Linked DNA regions of Mus musculus: region 2 is linked to region 1. Evidence: chromatin contacts called from public HiChIP or PLAC-seq data. All regions are on one chromosome and are shown on one strand. The core of a region is the stretch at or near the end of the contact, and the rest is flanking DNA. Distances in the headings are between cores, read along the strand shown. Region 1 holds the start of Scd4 (stearoyl-coenzyme A desaturase 4). Region 2 holds the start of 1700039E22Rik (RIKEN cDNA 1700039E22 gene).

What was found. HiChIP or PLAC-seq counts read pairs in DNA pulled down with a chosen protein or histone mark.
Region 2: a FOXA1 HiChIP or PLAC-seq map of pancreatic cancer cells shows a contact between it and region 1. The contact joins the promoter of 1700039E22Rik here to the promoter of Scd4 in region 1. A contact is called at or near these places in 2 of 39 promoter capture datasets (both in liver) and 1 of 115 datasets of contacts at active chromatin or transcription factors (pancreatic cancer cells).

The regions. Positions count from the first base shown.
Region 1 is chr19:44,331,767-44,335,207 of GRCm38.p6, reverse strand. It overlaps Scd4 (stearoyl-coenzyme A desaturase 4), which reads right to left and starts at 1,882. Exons shown (of 6, transcript NM_183216.3): 1 at 1,693-1,882; 2 at 947-1,214. The coding sequence starts at 1,716.
Region 2 is chr19:44,834,321-44,837,894 of GRCm38.p6, reverse strand. 1700039E22Rik (RIKEN cDNA 1700039E22 gene) reads left to right here and starts at 1,957. Exons shown (of 3, transcript NR_045315.1): 1 at 1,957-2,404. Pax2 (paired box 2) reads right to left here. Exons shown (of 10, transcript NM_001368747.1): 9 at 2,418-2,504; 10 at 1-1,925. The coding sequence ends at 1,804.

The DNA.
Region 1 (3,441 bases), core at 633-3,132:
GATTTAAGAATTGGGAGTCAGAGGCGAATCTACCTGAAAGCACACATGTGGGTCCAGGGGCCAGCCCTGCATCAGCACATACGCACAGATCCCCAAGTTGCTGAGCTAGGGAAGAGACACAGTGGCAACCTTCTTTCTTGTTACAACAGTCTGAAGGCCAGGGTTTCTCAGTCTCTGAGCCTGGCTATTTTGGGCAAGGGGAGGTGGAGGTAGAGAGGAAAGAGCAGAAGGTTCTGGGCCCTTTGTCCTACATGGTATCCAGAGACAAGAGCAGGAACTGGCTGGCCAGGGAATGAATGGAATGTCACCCAATTCTGAAACCCCCCTCCCCCTCTATTTTTGTCATTTTAAGAACATCTTGCTAACTGACAGGACGGACCTGGAGCAGCAGAACTCTACACCAGTGTACTTGGACCGTGTGGGAACCTGCCTCATCTTTCTCTGGGGCAAACAAGCCTGTCCTGGTCAGAATCACATACAAATATTTTTTGTTGGTAATCCCATTTTATTCCTTCTTCTCCAGCGATCCCCTCTGGATAGTCTTACTTTACTCTGTCTCCCGACTAAGCAAATACCCCCTCATTAAGCCCCCATGCCTCTCAGCAAGGGCTCTAGTTTTCCTGTGGCAGGCAATGCTAAGTCAGAAAGCTTTTTGGACGGAAAAGCTCTTTAGGAGACTGTCAATCCTTTGTCATACAGTTATCCCTCCACCTTTTATAGACTTTAGCATCCAAGCTAAAGAACCCCCCAGATCTGACACTCTTGTACCCCAATCCCACGAGGCTCTGTTCCCCGTCTAGTTATCAGTATCTCAGAAAGTGGAGAGAAAACTTGAAAAATCTGGACAGAGAGCGGCTACTTTTCAGAATCAGAGTCTACCTTATTAAAGAGTTGGGGGCGGGGGAGACATGGGGTGCTGGCCCAGGGCGGAGGGTTTGGAGATTACCCAAGAGCCAGGTGTAGACCTTGCAGGAGGGAACCAGTGTGATCCCGTACAGGGCTCCCACGTGCAGCAGGGCCATGAAGATGATGTTCCTCCAGACGTACTCCAGCTTGGGCGGGGGTCCCTCCTCATCCTGGTAGCTGGGGTCATACAGATCATCTTTTATTTCAGGCCGGATATCTTCTGCCTGGAGGGGCATCTTCTCTTCTCCATCCTGCTGTCTCCGGGAGTGGGGTTCCATGATGTTGGTAGTGCTACACCTGCTGGAGATCTTCAACGGGAGGAAGTGAAAGTCAAAAGCAGATACATAGGACAGCAAGGGGGGGGTCCTCCTGTAATACAGCCAAGGCAGTAGAGGCAGAAACCCCAGTGCCCTGATCATAGGAAGACAGAGTACAGATGTGCTAGATGAAGCAGAGAAAACTTCCCAGAAACTACCTAGAATGTGTTGACAATCAAACCTCACAGTGAAGGGGCAGGGACGGGGATCAAACATTCATACCTCAAGCAACATACAAAGGAAAATGCATGTGCATGCAGAAAGGTATTGGCTGGACGGGAGCTTTCTTTCCTTTAAAGTCAACTGGCAACATGACTGCCACATCCCTCACTTGAAGGTCATACAAATCTAATAAGATATCTGAGATGTCTCTGTAGCTCTCAGCTCTGGCCTCTCTCCAGTCAGCACAGTCCCACCTGGTACCAAAGATCCTGTGCTAGAGGGAGGGGGTCATTGATGAAAAGCTGACCTCTTGTGGCAAGTGGGCCGTCATCTTGCTCCTTGGAAGCCTAGATCCTCTTGTGAAGGCAGAGAGAGCAAGGTCCAGGTCTGCAGCGACTGAGGATCGGTGAAGCGTTGAGTCCAGAGCCCACTGTGCGCTGTGTGTACTGCGTTGATGCCCGGCTAACTGTGCAGGTGTCACCAGTCAGTTCTGCTGTGTGTTGTTGTTTCCAGGCACAGGATTTAAAGGGTATGTAGAGCTGGCACTTGGTGACTGTGTCTGGTATTTGTTCAGATGTGCTTCATGACTGCCAACAAGGGATAAAGAATTCAGAGCTGGCTAGTCAAGGCAGCCCCATGAGGAGATAAAGACTGAAGGCGAGAGAGGGGAGGACAGCCAGCAAAGCCCACATTCACCTAAGGCAAGGCTATGGGATGCTGCACACACTAAGAGAGAGCCACCTTTGTCCCCATTCCTAGACAGATGGAGTATTCTCAGCACTCTGGCAAGCTCTGAGCAGAGGAATTTGTTACTCTCTTGTCTTCCTGGCTCTGGCATCCAGAAATCTGCTATCTCGCTGGCAGACAGCCCTCTGTGCCAACCTCCTCGGTTTCATCTCTGTGGACCCTGGGTCTCTGCCAGCATCATGACTGGAGGAATCTGGGGTCCAGTTCTCAAGCTTCATAGAGGGTAGAAAATGTCCACAAAGTGGGAAAAGAGTGAATCTGGGGGGTGAGAGTCAAGTTCAAGCCCAGGACTAACACAGGTGCTTGGCAAATGTGTCACACTGGGGCAGTTGCACAGTGGGGACAGCTCATCAGTGTCCACCACAATTCCACCTTCTCTTTCCACTCATCAGGTGTGGTGGGGGTAAGGGGGGGTGGACTGGCCTCCACCCCCAGATCTCGAGACAAGAGCAGGTGCATAGCCCGCCTTCTTACTTAGCATCTCAAGCCAGTGGCGGCTCTTCCCCACCCACCTGCCCAGGATGTTCAGCAGAATCGCAGAATGCTCTGACCAGCTCACACACACAGTCACACGCACAGGGCTGAGTGTCTGAGCCCACGCTCAGTCATAGGACTCGTTTCACAGGGGATAACCACCTCCAGACATTAGCATTTAATTACTTCCCTATGTTCCTGCCCCCGGAACATCTGCTGCAGGCAGGGAGGTCTGAAGATTCTCCCATCAGGTTGGGAATTGGGAGTCTTCTATAAGGAAAAAGTGGGAACCTCAGACAGGCGTTTACAGGCAGCAGAGGTGCAAAGGTTTGCCTGTGAAATAAGAAGACTGAGCTGGTATGGAATGACTTTAAAAAAAAAAAAAAAAAGCTAATACTAACTTTTTAAAAAGTCTCCCCGTGACCCATGACCTGTGGTTTTTAAGGAGAAGGAAGTTGAGATATAGAGAGCTCAGATAATTTGTCTGTGGTCCCAGGAGCCAGTGACTCACAGAGCTAGAAACTGATCATAGTAGGCAAGATGCCAGAGCCCAGGCTCAAACCCTGCTCGGAAAGCGATGCTGGCCTAGAGTCCCAAGACAAAATGACTTCACAGGCCGTCTTCAGTAGATTCACAGCAGGATGAGGAAGCTCAAACTGCAGGGATTTGCATTCACTAGGGTCTCCTGAGATAGACATCTCCCCTGTACACTTCCCCCCCACACACACACAAAGGAGACTATATGAGGGCAAGCATGACCAACTTGTCCCTCTGTGAAAGCTTCCTTGGCCTCTCCATCCTCTTCCCCTCTTATCAAACAGCGAGGGACCCCACA
Region 2 (3,574 bases), core at 708-3,207, 500 kb before region 1:
ACTCTGGGCTAGGACTCCAAGCCTTTTCGGATTTGTTCAAGGATTTTTATTTATTTATTTATTTACTTATTTTTTTTTCACTTTTATTTACTTTGTTTCTGTTATTTCGGGTCGTCACGATCCACGGTTGAGGAGACATGCAGGGAGCATCGCCGCTACCGAGAGAGCAACTACAGGGTGGGGTGGGGCAGGGTGGCCTGGTCGGGCACGTGGGGCATGGCCACAAGGGGCCAAGCCCCGAGGTTGGTTCTGCCATCTTAGATGTAGCCTTGGAGGCCTGGGGCAGAACGGACCGAGACAGAGACAAGTGAAGAAGAGAAAGAGACACAGAGGGGTCGAGAGTAGCAGAGAAAAGGGAGATGAAGTGGGAGAGATGCAGGGCGATGAACACGGAATTACAGAGAAACAGTCAACAAAACAGGCGAGAGGTGTCCACGGGACCATGTTCGTCATTTTGCATAGAGATTTCTTTCATAATTTTTTTTTGTAACGTAAAAAAATGCCCCCCTCCCCCAGGACGTGCTGTGCTTTAGTGGGCATGTAGCTGTGTCCCCCCTCCCTCCCCCCAGCGAGCGGCGACTCTCACAGCACGGACAGAAGGGTGTATCTACAGGCAGGGGGGCGGGGGGGGGGCGGGAGGACAGGGACTCTATGGTACCCGGAGGGGCGGGGCAGAGAGGGAGGGGCTATGTACAGAGAGAGGTTCGCCTCGACAGCACACACCGTCTTTCTATAAAGCAGCCTGTTGGGTTTTTGTTTGTTCATTTTTGCAAAGACCATCATCATATTAAATAAGTGTAGACTTTTTTTTTTTTTTGAGGCTCTGTTCAGCTCCTGCCCAAGGGAAGGCTGGGGAGGGGGTGCTTGGGGGGAATGGGGCGGGGAGACCCGGATTTTCATCTGGGGCGGCTCGGTCGTCAGTTCCTTCCAGGCTTTTTGCGCCCGCAGGTTGGGAGTTTGGGATGGGAGGGTGGGGGTGGGCAGCGCATTACTGATGGGAAAAGATCAATGCTCGCAGCCGCAGCCTGAGGACACGGTTCCCGCGGTGGCCCCGACGTGGCTGCGTGCTTGGGACCAAACACAAGGTGTCGTGGGATGAGCCGAGGAAGCACAGGAGGGAAAAGTGAGAGGCCAGCAGGTGGAAGAGGCGCTGACGTAAGGGCAAGGCGGGGCCGAGAGGAGAGTCACTGCAGAAGGAGATCGCAGGCCCAAGGGAACTAGGCAGTTCAGGTGGATGAGCTCAGTTGGCGTCTGCTCGCCTTGGGTACCAGCCTTGGAAAACGCTGTCGCCCCAAACGCTGTCCCTCGAGTCCGACCCTTGCGTCCCAGTGCCACCGTCTGGGGCGGGGCGCAGACAGAAGGCGGGGTCAGCTTGGCAGGCACAGGGGGGATGGGGCAGGATTTCCCCCCTAGGGTCTCCCCGGCGGCTCCTCCTTCAGCACAAAGTCCTTTCCTTAGCTTCCCTTGCTCAGCTTCTCCAGCGAAGCCTCCCGACTCCCGGGCGTCCGAAGTGGGCTGCCCCTGGGTGGGCCACGCTGATTGTGTGTCACAGAAACGGCGCGCGGGCCAGAGGCGGGCGGGCTTCCGGACGGCGCCGCGGTCCAGGCAGGCGGGGAGGGGCGACGGGCGGGGCTGGGGCCTGAGGGTCCCACCCGCGGCTCCACCTGTCCTGTCTGGCCATCGACAGGGTGATGAGAAGGGCTGCGGGGCTTGGGGGAGGATGTCTCGAGGTGGGGGTGGGACAGGGACGGTGGCCGAGAGGCAGCGCGTCGCTTCGGTCCTCCCTCCCTCTGGGGTGGGCGGTCAGACGGGGACGATGTGGAGGCCGAAGCTGTCTGCCTGAAGCTTGATGTGGTCCCCGCGGTAACTAGTGGCGGTCATAGGCAGCGGCAGCAGCGGCAGGGGCGGAGCCCCGGGGGGCGGCACTATAATAATAAGGGGAACCTGGAAGTTAACACAGGAGAAGAATGGGCTGGGTGAGAGGACAAACAGGAGAACAAAAAAGGAAAGAAAAGCAAAGAAAAGCCCTCCCCGGGTCCAGCGGGATCAGGCCTGGAGGACTGTGGCTCGGCCCCGAGGCCAGATGCCCAGGAGTAGTGCTGCATCCACAGGGCGGGAGAGGGACAGGACAGGTGACACCCGGCTGCGGATCCCCCAAGGGGTCCGACGGCCACTGTTGGCTAAGAGCCCTCCAGTGATCAAGAGGTAGGGGAGGGAAGAGGCTGGAGGCGCAGGCGTCCTGGTGGTATCCCCAGGACCCGGCGCTGCTCTAATGGGCCTGTCTCCCTGGCCCATCCGGGTACCCAGAATTGGGGTGGTCCTGAGTGGGATCCGTATCCCGAAGCAGCCTGCGCGCCCGAGCTGGCGAGCGGGTAGGCGACCTTGGGAGCCGCCGGCCTGCCAGGTGGCGTACTCACTTAGTAAGGCGGGGTTGCTGAATCTCCAAGCCTCATTGTAGGCGGTGTACTGGGGATGGCTGTATGGGTTGCCTGAGAACTCGCTCCCTGTGGGAGGGCGGGGAACTGGAATTAGAGGCGTTCAACGTGTCCAGTTGGCCTCTTCTGTCCTGTCCTCACTAGTCCCAGTCTTGGGTGTTTCAAGCAGGGATAGGGCCCCTGGGAGCAGGCCAGAGGCCAGGTAATCCACACACTCCGAGCTCTGCATGGGGACAGCCACCATAGACAAGTAGCAGCCAGATCCCTGCACACCTAGGCATGGAGGGAATCTGTGGGCGGGTTTGTGCCTGGGCTCTCCTGCAAGAGATCGCTGCCCAGGAAGGGTTTGGTCTTGGTCTGGCTGCTCCCACTTAAGTAAATTGGGAGCTGAGAGCTTTTACAGTGGACACTGGCTTTAGGGATTCTACAGCATGAGAGAGGGGGAAGGTGGAGCAGGAAGGCCCCTGGGACACTTTGTCCCAGAAAGCCCTAAGAATGGCATCTCAGAGCTGTGCCAAAGCTAGGCAGGTGGTAGTGGTGGTGCCCTCCTGGGAAATAACCCCTCCCACTTTTCCCTCCTGAGGTTCAGTACAAGGGCCACGTAACTGGGGAAGTGAACTGCGGGAATCCACTGGACTGCTCGCAGGCTCAGGAGCAGTGAGCAGTGGAGGGCACAGTGGGTTGGGAGCCTTCGGGAGCTACCTCCCTCCCTCCAGGAGGAGAAAGGCCAGGCCTATGGGTTTCCCCCCTGGCCCTTTCTCCTGTGTGATGACCCCAGACTGTTTACAGTGATCCCTAACCGCGGGTTAAGTAGAGGAGAAGGGGCCCCACTCCAAGAAGGAGCTGGGTGGGGGTGGGGGATGCAGCCACTGGAAAGCCTGTTTATTGACGAGGAGGGAAAGCATGCGTGCAGCAGGATAATGAGCTTCTGAGCTCAACTGTGACCAAGAGGAACTGAGCTATCTCCTTCCCCATCGCTAATGAAACAAGTGTAATTTCCTCATCAGCACTAGATTCTGTTTAACGACTCCCCCCTTGCCACCATGAGCTCTCTGCGGCTCCCCTCATCCCTACCTCCCTGTAGACTCCCCACCCCCCACCTCCCCACTCTTTCCTCACCACCACCACCCCACCTCCCT